Regions from separate parts of the Sus scrofa genome. Here region 1 is linked to region 2. A link is a contact called in public HiChIP or PLAC-seq data. All regions are on one chromosome and are shown on one strand. Each heading gives the region's core, a stretch centred on a gene start, on an enhancer-like site or on the middle of the called end of the contact. The rest is flanking DNA. Distances are from core to core; before and after follow the strand shown. Region 1 holds the start of TOB2 (protein Tob2). Region 2 holds the start of PMM1 (phosphomannomutase 1).

Evidence for each region. HiChIP or PLAC-seq counts read pairs in DNA pulled down with a chosen protein or histone mark.
Region 1: an H3K27ac HiChIP or PLAC-seq map of skeletal muscle shows a contact between it and region 2. The contact joins the promoter of TOB2 here to the promoter of PMM1 in region 2. A contact is called at or near these places in 4 of 5 promoter capture datasets (fetal liver, fetal skeletal muscle, liver and 1 more), 11 of 47 Hi-C or Micro-C datasets (alveolar macrophages, embryonic fibroblasts, fetal heart ventricle and 6 more) and 2 of 2 datasets of contacts at active chromatin or transcription factors (alveolar macrophages and skeletal muscle).

Annotation. Positions count from the first base shown.
Region 1 is chr5:7,082,385-7,088,522 of Sscrofa11.1, reverse strand. It overlaps TOB2 (protein Tob2), which reads right to left and starts at 2,126. Exons shown (of 2, transcript XM_021091455.1): 1 at 795-2,126. It overlaps LOC110260629 (a long non-coding RNA gene), which reads left to right. Exons shown (of 7, transcript XR_002343880.1): 7 at 2,594-3,822.
Region 2 is chr5:6,961,298-6,967,466 of Sscrofa11.1, reverse strand. PMM1 (phosphomannomutase 1) reads right to left here and starts at 2,468. Exons shown (of 8, transcript NM_001184895.1): 1 at 2,050-2,468. The coding sequence starts at 2,136.

The DNA.
Region 1 (6,138 bases), core at 877-3,376, 120 kb before region 2:
GAAAGGTCTGCCAGCTGCCCCTCCTCTCTGTGCTCCCTCCTTCCTCTCCCTTTCTGGTCAAGGGCACAGTCCATCTTCTGGACAAGAGGGGAAGGAGCGTAGGAATAGGGAGCTTTCTCCTAGGCACCTCACCAGGATCAACCAGAATCCACTCGTTGATACTGCTTAAGGGTACTTTTTTTTCTGCCCAGTTTTCCTTGAAAACATTAACGAGGATAAAAAGCTCAAGACGAAATGGTCAATTCAGGCTGGGCAGCCAGAGGACAGTCCTGACCGGTTCAAAAGGGGGGTGTTCACCCTCCATTCCTCAGGCTCCACAGGGCCAAAAATAAACCCTATTAATTATTACCACCCCATTCCTCGCACCGGAGAAAAGAAGGAGAAAAACAAGGCCTGGATCCTCTTCCTTCCTCTGATTTATTTAATAGTGGTGGGAGTTATTTTTCAGGGGGAACAAGGAAAATCTAGCGACTCCCTAGGCTATGAAGAACGGAGGGAGGCGGAGGAGGGAGGGAATGCACCCCACCCAGGAGGTGGCCGCACTTGGAACAGGGGGAGACAGGGACTCTGGGATACCCCAGGATGAGAGCGACGTGAAAGGAAAGAGTAGCACAGGGCAAGGGGGGGTTCCAGAGGGAGGTGGGAAGAGAAAGGAAAATGTTGATCAGGTGTAAGGGGGGGTGCGACCGCAACGTGGAGTGTCCAGCAAAAAGAGCTGGAGTGGGGCGAGGGTGGGGAAAGGCATCCGGCCTATTGGGTCTGGGGCCCCCCCCGCCCGCAAGGTTCCTACTCACTCACTCGGGTCTCCGCGGTGGCGGGGCGGTGTGCCGGCCGCGGGGCGGCTTCTCCCTCCAGGGTGGTCCTGAGCGCGGGGCGGAGGTCACTCTCCCTTCTCTCCCGGGCGCCGCCCGGCCGGGGGCCAAGGTGTCTTTTTCTTCGTTGAGGGTTGGGGGACGATTGAGGGGGCTTATGGGTTATGATTCTCAATAATTCTTTCTGCTTTTTGGAGGTCGGGCTCGGCGGCTAGGGACGGAGGGCGGGCGGGCCGGCCGGCGGCGACGAACCGCGGATGGCGGACTCGAGGGTGGTTCGTGTCGCGGGGCGGAGTACGGTCTGGGCTGTGGCCGGCGAATTGGTCTTGCCCTTCTGGCCTCGCGTTTCCCAAGCCACTCGCTCCCCCCCACCAAGAACCCGCTCCTTCCCGCGCCCCGGCCCGAAGTGAGCAAAGTCAATGAAAAGTTTCACCCTTAGCAACCCTGCGCACGGATCCGCCTTCCCCACCCCTGCGTGATGCGTCCCTCCGCCCTGCAGGGGCGGGGCCGGGCGCTGGGCCGGGACTACTTCCCAGCCAGCAGGCAGCTTAACCCCTGGAGGCGCGCGGCTCCCTGCTCCGCGTGGAACCCGGGGGCCCTTGGCCACCGCCCTAGTCCTACGCGTGGGTGGCCGGTCACCCTCCTCACTCAGATCCTGGCTCAAATATCAGCAAGGCTGCCTCTGACCGCCCTGTGTAACGCGGGCCGCCTCCCCTTCCCATCACGACGCCGGCATCGTAGTTATTTTCTTCATGCCCAAACTGCTCAAATTGTCCTCATCGTGTAAAGTGTTTCCCTATGCAGACAGCAAGCTTGCGAGGGTAGGGTCCCGGTTTGGGACCCAGCTGCTCACTTTAGGTGTGCTGGATGAATGGGTGTCCAAAAGAAGGGGACGTCCCCGCTGTGTCTTCAGCCCTGCACCTGCCCTGGCGCCGAGGGTTCGTATGCTTTCCCGAACCATCGCGCAGGCCACCTCGGCGAATCCCTTCAGCTCGGCGCATCTGACAGTCCGACTTTTCCCGCAGCACTCGCACCACACCAGTAAAATCTCTTCGCGGGTGGGGAGCTCAGGGGACTACTGGAGTTCTGGACAGATTTTGGACCTTTATCAACTCCAGTTGTCCCGAATCTTCCAAGAGCCTCGTGCCTCATTTGGGGACGACGCCTAACGTCGAGGGGAGTGCGAGGGAGAAACCGGGGCTTGGGCACGCAAAACGGGAGTAAGAAGGGGCGAGGAGGATGGGGGCGCAGGAAAAAGAGCCAAGCGATACATTAACCTTCCACTCGCGGCCTCTGGCGCGGGTTAACCTCACCGCAGGGACCCGGCCAGCGCTCTCTGCGCAGACGCGCGAGCGCGTCCTCCGCCTGCTGCAGGCGGAGCTCCGGCGTCAGAGGACGCCCCTTTTGGTTCTTCCCAGTCGTCGAACCCCCCCCAAAAAAGGGGTTACTGGAGCCTCATCCTTCAGCAACAGCCTTCGCCGGCATCCTAGGGCGCCTGTTTATGCCAGATGCCCCAGGCTTGCGCACCAGACGGTCCCTTGATTCAGACTCGCACTTACATCCCTTGCCCCTGCTATGGCCAAGGGGGTCACTCGGCTACTTTGTCACTGTGAGGGGCGCGGAGTTGGGGGTGGGGAGGCCTGTGCCGAGTGAGGTCACAGGCACGGTAGACTGCCAGGTGAAGCCCAGGGCCACTGGGAGCTTTCGCCTTAAGTCTTATTCCCATCCCTTCTTTAATCGCCCATTCCCTAACTCTCTCTCACACTTTATTCTCATTCTAGATGGTTCCGGCCCAACGGCAGTCGCCGAACCCACGTGGGGTGGCGAGATCCAAAAGTTTCCAGACACGGTTTGCAGTTTTTTTTTCCTTGATCACTTTTTTTGGCAAGGACAGGCGGCAATGGTAGCGTAGGGGTTTAATGCGCTTCTCCTGACTGCAGCGGAGAAACGCTGGACTGGAGGGCAAACTCCAAGGGGACAAGAAGGGGGAGGGAGCCTGGGCCGGAGCGTCCCCATCCCCCACACCCCGAGCGCTTTATCCCCTGGGGCACCTCCAGGGACTACTTGCTTGTGCGTCAGCAAGTGGCAGAGCGTCACTTACACGCCCCCACCGCCTTGCCCGACTCCATCCCTCCCCTTTTTTTCCTCCTCCCCCACCTCCCTCTCCTCCCTTCCCCTCTCCTCTCCTCGCGAGTCGCAACCCAGCGAGATCTGGCTCGCCGCTCCCTGGTGCTGAAGCGCTAAAAATATAACCAGTATGTTAGCAACAGCCTTCCCATTGGTCGGAAACAGGGAGCGGCGACATCTGATTGGATGTTCGATCCAACCTTTTAGGACTGGGAGGCGGGGGCGTGGAGCCATGGAGGTCTTGGGGGGGAGTGCGTTTGCGCATTGGGGCGCTGCAAGGGATACTGGTATTTGTAGTTATTTACTAGAGGCAGCCTTAGAAGTAGGTGGGTTTGAATCCCAATTCTGCCACCAACCGGGTTATCTTGATTGAAAGGCACAAATTCTCTTTATACCGTCAGACCTGTCCTCTCGTCCTTAAAATGGAGATCGAGATCCTGTGGGGATTAGATATGATACTGTATGTAAAGCTTGGCTCAAATAGTTGCTGTTCTTAATTTAAAGGTCACCGTTCTGGCCAGCTTGCATCCTTCCCGTACTGTGCTCTTCAGTGTGTATACCCCAAAAGGAAACCTTACAAGACAGCATGAGAAAGTTGAGGGTGTATCACACGGGAAGGAGGGATGGAGTCCATATAAGCAGATAAAAGTGTAGAGTCTCCTTCCATCAAGTGCAGGCTGAGGGAAGGCAGACTGAATCCCTGGAAGGAAGGCGTTGAATTTTTGCCCGTTCCTGCATTTATCTCCCCTGCAGTGCTGGAAACACACCAACGTTGAGCAAAGAAACCCAAACTGAGAAATCCAGCCTTTTTGGCAAAGAAGAGCTCTGGGTAAAGGGTTAGTATATAAGTAGGAAAAAAATAAAGTAGAGGGGAAGAAGACAATCACCATTCTTAATTGCTGCTGTCTCCATTTACCATGTGGTAAGAAGGACATTTTTCTCTCCCCCGTCGTATGAGTTCATCTTGCCAGGGCTTAATTGTGAGCTGAATTCCTACTCAGGCATTCCCGGGTCCTCTCCCACTTTGAATAATCATACGTTGAAAAGCACACACCTTGTTTTCAAAACGGTGAGCTTCAAAAGGAAGCATGTGCATGGAGAGGGTGGAGGCAACTCCCCTGTCTGAGAGTAAGCAAGTTATGCCAGATGTTTTGTTGTGACAAGTCAGGCTGGTCATAATTAGCCCCAATTAACTCTCAGGGGGGTGAGTCACTCCTTCATACACACATAGTGTGAGAGATTTTGTAGTTTCTTTTCAGTTATCCGAGAAAATACTCAGTTTGATTCTTCAGATCCACTGCTCCAACTGGGCAGGAGCAAAGACAGCCACAACAGAAATTGGCTTTGGAGAAAAGTGATTGGAGGGATGCTGAGGGCAAATAATTTGCTATTTATTGACCTGATATGGGTGAACTCTTATAAAAGAGACAAGTGAACAAACCTGTCTTTAGCTAAAGCACTGAAACTACAGTGTGCAAAGAAAGCATTGGTTTAGCCTTGATGGTGGCAGACAGGCCACTTGTTGATAAGGAATTGATTAACTGGGAAAAGATGGGAACTGGAGTCTTTTTCTTTTTTTTTTAGGCAGGAAAATTCCAACCAAGGCAAAGAATCTTTCACCTTTATGTCCTTTGTTCAAACTGTTAAAAAGTTACAGGTCAGAATATAGTGACATAGAATCTCTTGGAAATTTACTCATTTCAACTTGACTTCCTGGGAAGTTAATTTTCCTAATTTAGAAGCTGCTGAATGGCAGGCCAAGGTCCATATCTGGTGGCATATACTGACACTGTCAAAAAATTTTTTTTGGCCACACTCAAGGCATGCAGGGATCAAACCGACACCATAGCTGTAACCAGGGCCACACCGTGACAATGCTGGATCCTTAACCTAGTGAACCACGAGGGAACACCAACACATTAAAATTTAAAGAAGGAATTGACATTTAAAAATTGGGAGATTGTGTGGAGTTCCCATCATGGCGCAGTGGAAACGAATCCAACTAGGAATCATGAGGTTGCGGGGTTTGATCCCTGGCCTCGCTCAGTGGGTTAGGGATCTGGTGATTCATTTCGGTGAGCTGTGGTGTAGGTTGTAGATGTGGCTTGGATCTGGCGTTGCTGTGGCTCTGGTGTAGGCTGGCAGCTATAGCTCCAATTAGACCCCTGGCCTAGGAATCTCCATTTTTAAGGCAGGTGTGGCCCTAAAAAGACAAAAAGATAAAAAATAAAAATTGGAAGATTGTGCAAAAATATCTTAATTTGCCACTTGTCCTAAATTTAAAAGATCTGGTGGAATTCCACTATGGCTCTGCGGTAATGAACCTGACTACTATCCATGAGGATGTGGGTTCAATCCCTGGCCCTGCTCAGTGGGTTAAGGATCAGGTGTTGTGGTGAGCTGTGGTGTAGGTTGCAGACAAGGCTTGGATCTGGAATCTGGTATTCATGGGGCTGTGGTGTAGAGCCAGTGGCTACAGCTCTTTTTGGACCCCTCCCTTGGCCAGGGAACTTCCATATGCTGCAGGTATGGCCCTAAAAAGACCCTCCCCCCTCAAAAAAATCTGCTAACACTGGGCATTCAAGCTGGCAATTATCTGGAGTTGAATAGCAGCTGGTTACCTTTGCATTCTGTTTCCCTGGTCCCTACCACTCTGTATGGTCCCCCAGACGCTGAGGTCGAGGGCCACATACGAATTATCATCATGTTTGGGCTATTCTTACACCTCTCCCTTTTAATCACTTACATTAATTACCCAGACTCTTGAATTTGCAGCCCCCTTTTCTCTTCAGTGTAGTGTGGGTGTGTTTGTTTTTGGCCATGCTTGTGCCAGGCAGAAGTTCCTGGGTTAGGGATTGAACCCATACCATAGCAGCGACCTGGGCCAGTGCAGTGATAGCACCAGATCCTTAACTCACGAAGCCACACGGGAACTCCTATAGTAAGTGTTTTGAGTGGCTGCAGTGGAGGGAGAGGTAAAAGGACTCAATAATTTTTTTTTTTTTTTCTTAGGGTGGCACCTAAGGAAGTTCCCTGGCTAGGGGTTGAATGGGAGCTGCAGTTGCTGGCCTACACCCAACCACAGCAACATGGGATCTGAGCTGAGTATGAGACCTATACTACAGCTTTGGGCAACGCCAGATCCTTAACCCACTGAGTGAGGCCAGGTACAGAACCTGCATCCTCATGGATACTAGTT
Region 2 (6,169 bases), core at 1,219-3,718:
GACTACACCGCAGCCACAGCAACACCAGATCCAAGTTGCCTCTGTGACCTACACCACAGCTCTCGGCAACACCGGATCCTTAACCCACTGAGTGAGGCCAGGGATCGAACCTACATCCTCATGGATACCAGTCAGATTCGTTTCCGCTGAGCCACGATGGAAACTCCGGCTTTGCCTTTTTTTTGCCTTAGTTGTCCCACCTCTAAAATGGGGATCATAGTAGCAACTGCCTGGAGGTGGTCACTGTGAAGGCTTAAATGAGGTGGTGTTTGGAAATGAATAAGCAATTGACTAGTGACTCATCACTTGAAAAGATTCCCTGTCAAGGAAATGTGTAAACTAATGAGTTGTAAGCCGTGTTTCCAAACATTCAGTTATTCAAAGCTGACAACATCTAGAGCGGACAGAGCACAAACACTCTCAAGTTGCTGGTGAGATGGTAAACTGGTACAGCTACTTTGGAGGGTAATTTGGCAGGATCTATTAAAACTTAAAATGCAAGTACCCCGTCTATGGAATTGTGCAGGTGCATTATGGATGTTCACTGGGTAGGGTTTATAACAGGAAGAAAACTGCAGACAAATAAGCTAGTCAGTTAGAGAATGGCACACACTTGCACTGAAATTCTATACTGCAGCCACAACAGAATAAGGCAGGACTGTGCTTCCAACACGGAAGAGCCCCAAGACACGCTGTTTATTGTCAAAAGCAAGCTGCAGAAAGACACACACAGTATGATACCACTTATTAAAAACAATCAAACGCACTTTGAAAACCTCACAACTTTGGGGATGAGGCTGGGCTTGGGATCCTGACTAATCAGGGGACTTCAGCCTTCTCTGTTCTGTTTTCATTCTTTACAAGAGAACGTGTTCACGAGTACGTGTACAATTAAAAATTAACTTTTAAAAAGTGCTAAGGCCAGATCCAGCAGTGCCACTGTTCTTGTTCAGGCTGTCAGGTTAGTGGAGCTAAGGGTCAGAGGGAGGGGTGGACACTGTTCCTCAGCCCTGCTACCCTCGCTCCACTGTCTTCTTCCTTGCATCCCTGAGGACTCAGGGAGCTGCTGGAAGGTGAGGTGGCCTGATTCCTCTTGCTGGCCCAGGGCCCTCACAAAGGGGAGGGGAGACTAAGACCTGGCTGCCCATCAGCCTCTGCCAGGCAACCCACCTCTACTGGCTCCCTGCTCTAGGAGACTCCTCAGGAGGTCCTGATGGACCCAGATTGGAGGGCAAGAAAGAGCCTGCTCATCCATGAACCCACCTGGTGAGGGCGGGTCTGGGGGCTCATCCTGGGTGAGACCCGAAGGGAGAAAAACTGAGTGTGGAGCAGAGGTTGGAGCATCAACCTGGTGAGATGCTTTTAGAAGGGAAACTGCACTCCCGCCCACCCGGTACCACAAGATTCCCATGGTGACCAGACGAGCCCCTCCCTCCAAGTGGGCGAAGCCCCAAAACTCTGCCTAAATGGTACAGAAGCCCTCCTTCCCTCCAAGAGGAGGGGGATGGGCCTGGGAGGGAGGGAAAGTAGAGGAGGGGCTTGAGAAACCAGACGCGGCCCAAGTCTGCAAAGGTCGGTGGGCTGGCTCGGAGACACTCCCCCACCCCCGGCCCCCGCCCGATTGGGACTCCAACGCTTGGGAGCACTGAGCCCCTGTATGGAACCCTAGGTTCAGAAGCCAGCATCGGGCTACTGGTGCCTCTTTGGGCTGGAACTGGGGTGGGAGTCACTGCTGGGGAGGTGGGAGCGTGGAGCCAGGCCTGGCGGCGGAGGGACCAGGTCCCCGCTCACTTCCTCCCTCCAGAATCCGACCCACCCCCCCTCGCTCTCAGGCAGAACGAGGGCACGGACGCTCGGGGCCTGTGACGTGGGGAACCGGGTTCCCATCACTCCCAGAGGGCGGCCCTGGGGTGTCAGGGGCCGGGTGTGTTCCGGCATCTCACACACAGTCCCGGGGGATCTGGGGTCACGCTGCTGGAGGCCACACATTCGGCCTCCAGGTGTCCGCGTGACACTCCCAACAGGAGCTTCTGAACGTCGAGGCCCTACCTGGCGAGCCGGCGTGAGGGTACCGTCCACGTCAAACAGGCAGAGGACGCGCTCCTTCCTACGGGCGCCCTCAGCGGTGACCGCCATGGTTGCAGCTCAGCTCACGGAGCTGAGTCGAAGGATGCGGCCGCCGGAGCCGCGTGGGGAAGACGCTAGACAGGGCGGGGCCTGGGAGGGGCGGGGCCATCCGGACGGCGCCCAGAGAAGAGGGGGAGGGGCCAGGGCACGTTCTCCCGGGGTACCGGGCAGGGGTGGGGCCTGAGCTCACTCGGGAGGTTAATTCTGATGGTACCAGGCGGAGAAGGGGCGTAGCATAGGGCGGAGCAAAGCCCGGCAGGGTCCTTCGGATTTTTGCAAACCAGATGGAGGCTGGGCCTGGGCCCGGGTCTGACTTGGGTCCGGCGGGAAGTGAGGGAAAGAACCCGGAAGGGAGGGGCGGGGCCAGGGCTGGCCCTTGGCGGGGTGATTCTGATTGCAACTGGCCGAGGAGGGGCTGGACTAGGGCGGAGCCTCGAGCGGCAGTGCAGAGTCCGGGGTGGGAGTGGGGAGATCCGGGGGAGTGTGTGTGTGTAGGGGGGGGCCACCCTCCCACAACTCTCCCCGCTGCCAGTCAATCTAGGACTCGCCCGGTCACTAATGCCTTTGACCTACAAATCATGAGCTTAAAGAAATCCGCTGATGGCCTTTGCTCAGCCTCTGGGGTTTGCCAGATGACCTTCTCCGACCCTTACTCCTGCTGTCATTCTGTCCACTCCATAAAGCACAGCTAATGGTTTACCTGGACTCCTCTCTATTCACAACTATTTAACCATCACCTTGACTTTGGAGTCAGTTCTAAATAGTCTTCCCAGCTTCACCAACCACGTGAGTTTGGACAAGTCCCTTCACCTCTCTAAGACTTCTTTACCTGTTTCCCTCTGTAAAATGGGAAAAACACCACCTACTTTGTAGGGTTGCTTTGCACTTCAAAAGAAGTAATAGAAGTTCCCATTGTGGCTCAGCTGGTTTCAAAGAGACCAGTATCCAAAAGCAGGCGGGTTCCACCCTTGGCCTCGCTCCATGGATTAAGGATCTGGCGGTTGCCATGAGCTGTGGTGTAGGTCGCAGAGGCGACTTGGATCCCAAGTTGCTGTGGCTGTGGCCTAGTCCGGCAGTTGCAGCTCCTATTCAATCCCCAGTCTAGGAACTTCCATTTGCCACAGATGTGGTGCTAAAAAGAAAAAAAAGAAAAAGAAAAGAAAGAAAAGATCCCACAGAGCAGGCCCTCTCCAAAGAATGTGTATAAATGTGCTTGATACTGTTACTGATTAAACAGCTATTGCATGTCCACTCTTAAAAATGTGCAGACCCTGGAGTTCCTGTCGTGGTTCAGAGGTTAACAAACCCGACTAGTATCCGTGAGGACTCAGGTTTGACCGCTGACCTCGCTCACTGGGTTAAGGATCCGGCATTGCCTTGAGCTGTGGCATAGGTCGCAGATGCAGCTCATATCCCGCGGAGCTGTGGCTGTGGTCTAGGTCAGCAGCTGTAGCTCTGATTTGACCCCTAGCCTGGGAACCTCCATATGCCAGTGGGTGCGGCCCTAAAAAACAAACAAACAAACAAAAAATGTGCAGACCCTTTGAGCCAGCAATTCAGCTTTTAGAAAATAAGAAAAGGATGGAGTCCCCTGGTGGCTCAGTAGGTTAAGGATTCGGTGTTGTCACTGCTGTGGCTCTGGTCACTGGCCTGGGAGCTTCAGCATGCAAGGCCAAAAAAAAAAAGAAAAAGAAAAAAAGAAAAAAAATTGGGGATCAGTTAAATTATGATCCATCAGTAAGATGAATTGCTGTGAGGACTTGGAAATCTGTGTTGTTAGGAGTTCCCGTTGCGGCTCATAGGTAACAAACCCAACTAGTATCCATGAAGACACAGGTTCAATTCCTGGCCTTGTTCAGTGGGTTAAGGATCCAGCATTGCCACGAACTTTGGTGTAGTTCACAGATTTGGCTAGGATCTGGCATTGCTGTGGCTGTGGCATAGGCCAGCGGCTACAGCTCCAATTTGACCCCTGACCTGGGAATTTCCATATGCCACAGGTGCGGCTCTAAAAAGCAGAAAAAAGGAAAGCAAAAAAAAAAACACCTATGTTGTAGAATATTTAACATGGAAAAAGCATAATCCTGGAGTGTCCCTAAAAAGCAACAACAACAAAAAAATTTTTTTACTTAAAAAAAAAAAGATCATAATCCTACTTTTCTTTTTTTTTCTTTTCTTTCTTTCTTTCTTTTTTTTTTTTTTTTTGCCTCTTCTAGGGCTGCTCCCACGGCATAAGGAGGTTCCCAGGCTAGGGGTTGAATCGGAACTACAGCTGCCAACCTGCACCACAGCCACAGCAACGCAGGATCCGAGCCGCGTCTGCGACCTACACCACAGCTCATGGCAACACCGGATCCTCGACCCACTGAGCAAGGCCAGGAATTGAACCCGCAACCTCATGGTTCCTAGTTGGATTCATTAACCACTGCGCCATGATGGGAACTCCAATCCTACTTTTCTAATGGAAAAAATAGCAGGCTCTCCCTGGATGTTGGTATTATGCTGCATTTGCTATAGCTTTCTCCCCTCAAAGATTGTCTGTTTCTTCTACCAGAAGCCAGAGACAAAGGCCCACCTCTACTTCCCTCTCTACTCCCAGGGGTTGCCCTCCAGTTTGCCAGTGTGCCTGGGTAAGCAGGCATTTTTGCCACATCCACCATCCTTACCCTGATGCCTCTGATCAACTCTGGCCGTTCTGATCCTACAGAGACACATACATCCACGTACCTATGAGTGAGTGGCAATGTTGTGCATCATGCTTTTTGGTTGGCTTGTTTGTTTTTCCATCTCAGTTGCCATGGTACCCTGGGAGATCACTGGAGGCAGAATGGAGGACAGTTATGTCCCTGATAACTACGGACTTGGACAGGTTGCCTTCCTTTGCATCTTCATTTATATAAAAGATTGAATCCCTATCTAGTAAGACTATGAGATCATTGTGGAACGTGAATGTTGCCTGGCATTCCAGTTCTAGAAGAATGGCACCATCTACCCCTGCAGCCCACCCCCATGGTGGGCCCTGAGGGAAATTCAGGATAGAGAAAAACAGGAAATATTCTATGCATTGGAGATTGGCAGAGTTTTTGTTTGTTTGTTTGTTTTTTGCTTTTCAGGGCCGCATTGGCGGCATATGGAGGTTCCCAGGCTAGGGGTTGAATCAGAGCTACAGCTGCCAACCTGTACCACAGCCACAGCAACGCAGGATCCAAGCTGCGTCTGTGACCTACACCACAGCTTACAACAATATGGGATCCATAGCCCACGAGCAAGGCCAGGGATTGAACCTGCAACCTCAGGGTTCCTAGACGGATTCGTTTTGCAGCGCCACAACAGGAACTCCTAAGATGCATTTTTAAGGAACAATTTCAATGAGCCCAGACTCTTGCATCTTCCCATATACAGAAAAGCACTAAAATAATTAACTCGAGATATCTGTTTTTGTGTGACTCATGTTGTTGAAACCCAGCCTTCATGCACTGATGCAAAACTGGATCTTGGAGACAGGCTTTTGGGTGAAGTAGGAAAGAAGAGCTTTATTGCTTTGCCAGGCAAAGCAGGCACAGCAGGTTCATGCCTTCAAAATCGGTGTGTCCCAACCTGAGAGGATTTGTGAGGAGTTTTATAGCAAGGGGTCAAGGGCAGCATTGCTGATAAGGATCAGGTATCCTTTAATCTGGCCTAAAAGTTATCAAACTGTAAACCGTCTCTCTGGAAGGAAGAATGCTTCATCAAGTAGTTAAAGTCTTCTGATTTGTTGGGGGTTTTAGCTCTGCAGAAGAGCTTAGAAATATTGTTATGTGGGAGTTCCCGTCGTGGCACAGAGGTTAACGAATCTGACTGGGACCTATGAGGTTGGGGGTTTGATCCCTGCCCTTGCTCAGTGGGTTAAGGATCCGGCGTTGCCCTGAGCTGTGGTGTAGGTTGCAGACTCGGCTCGGATCCCACGTTGTTGTGGCTCTGGCGCAGGCTGGCAGCTACAGCTCCGATTCAACCCCTAGCCTGGGAACCTCCATATGCCGCGGGAGCGGCCCAAGAAATAGCA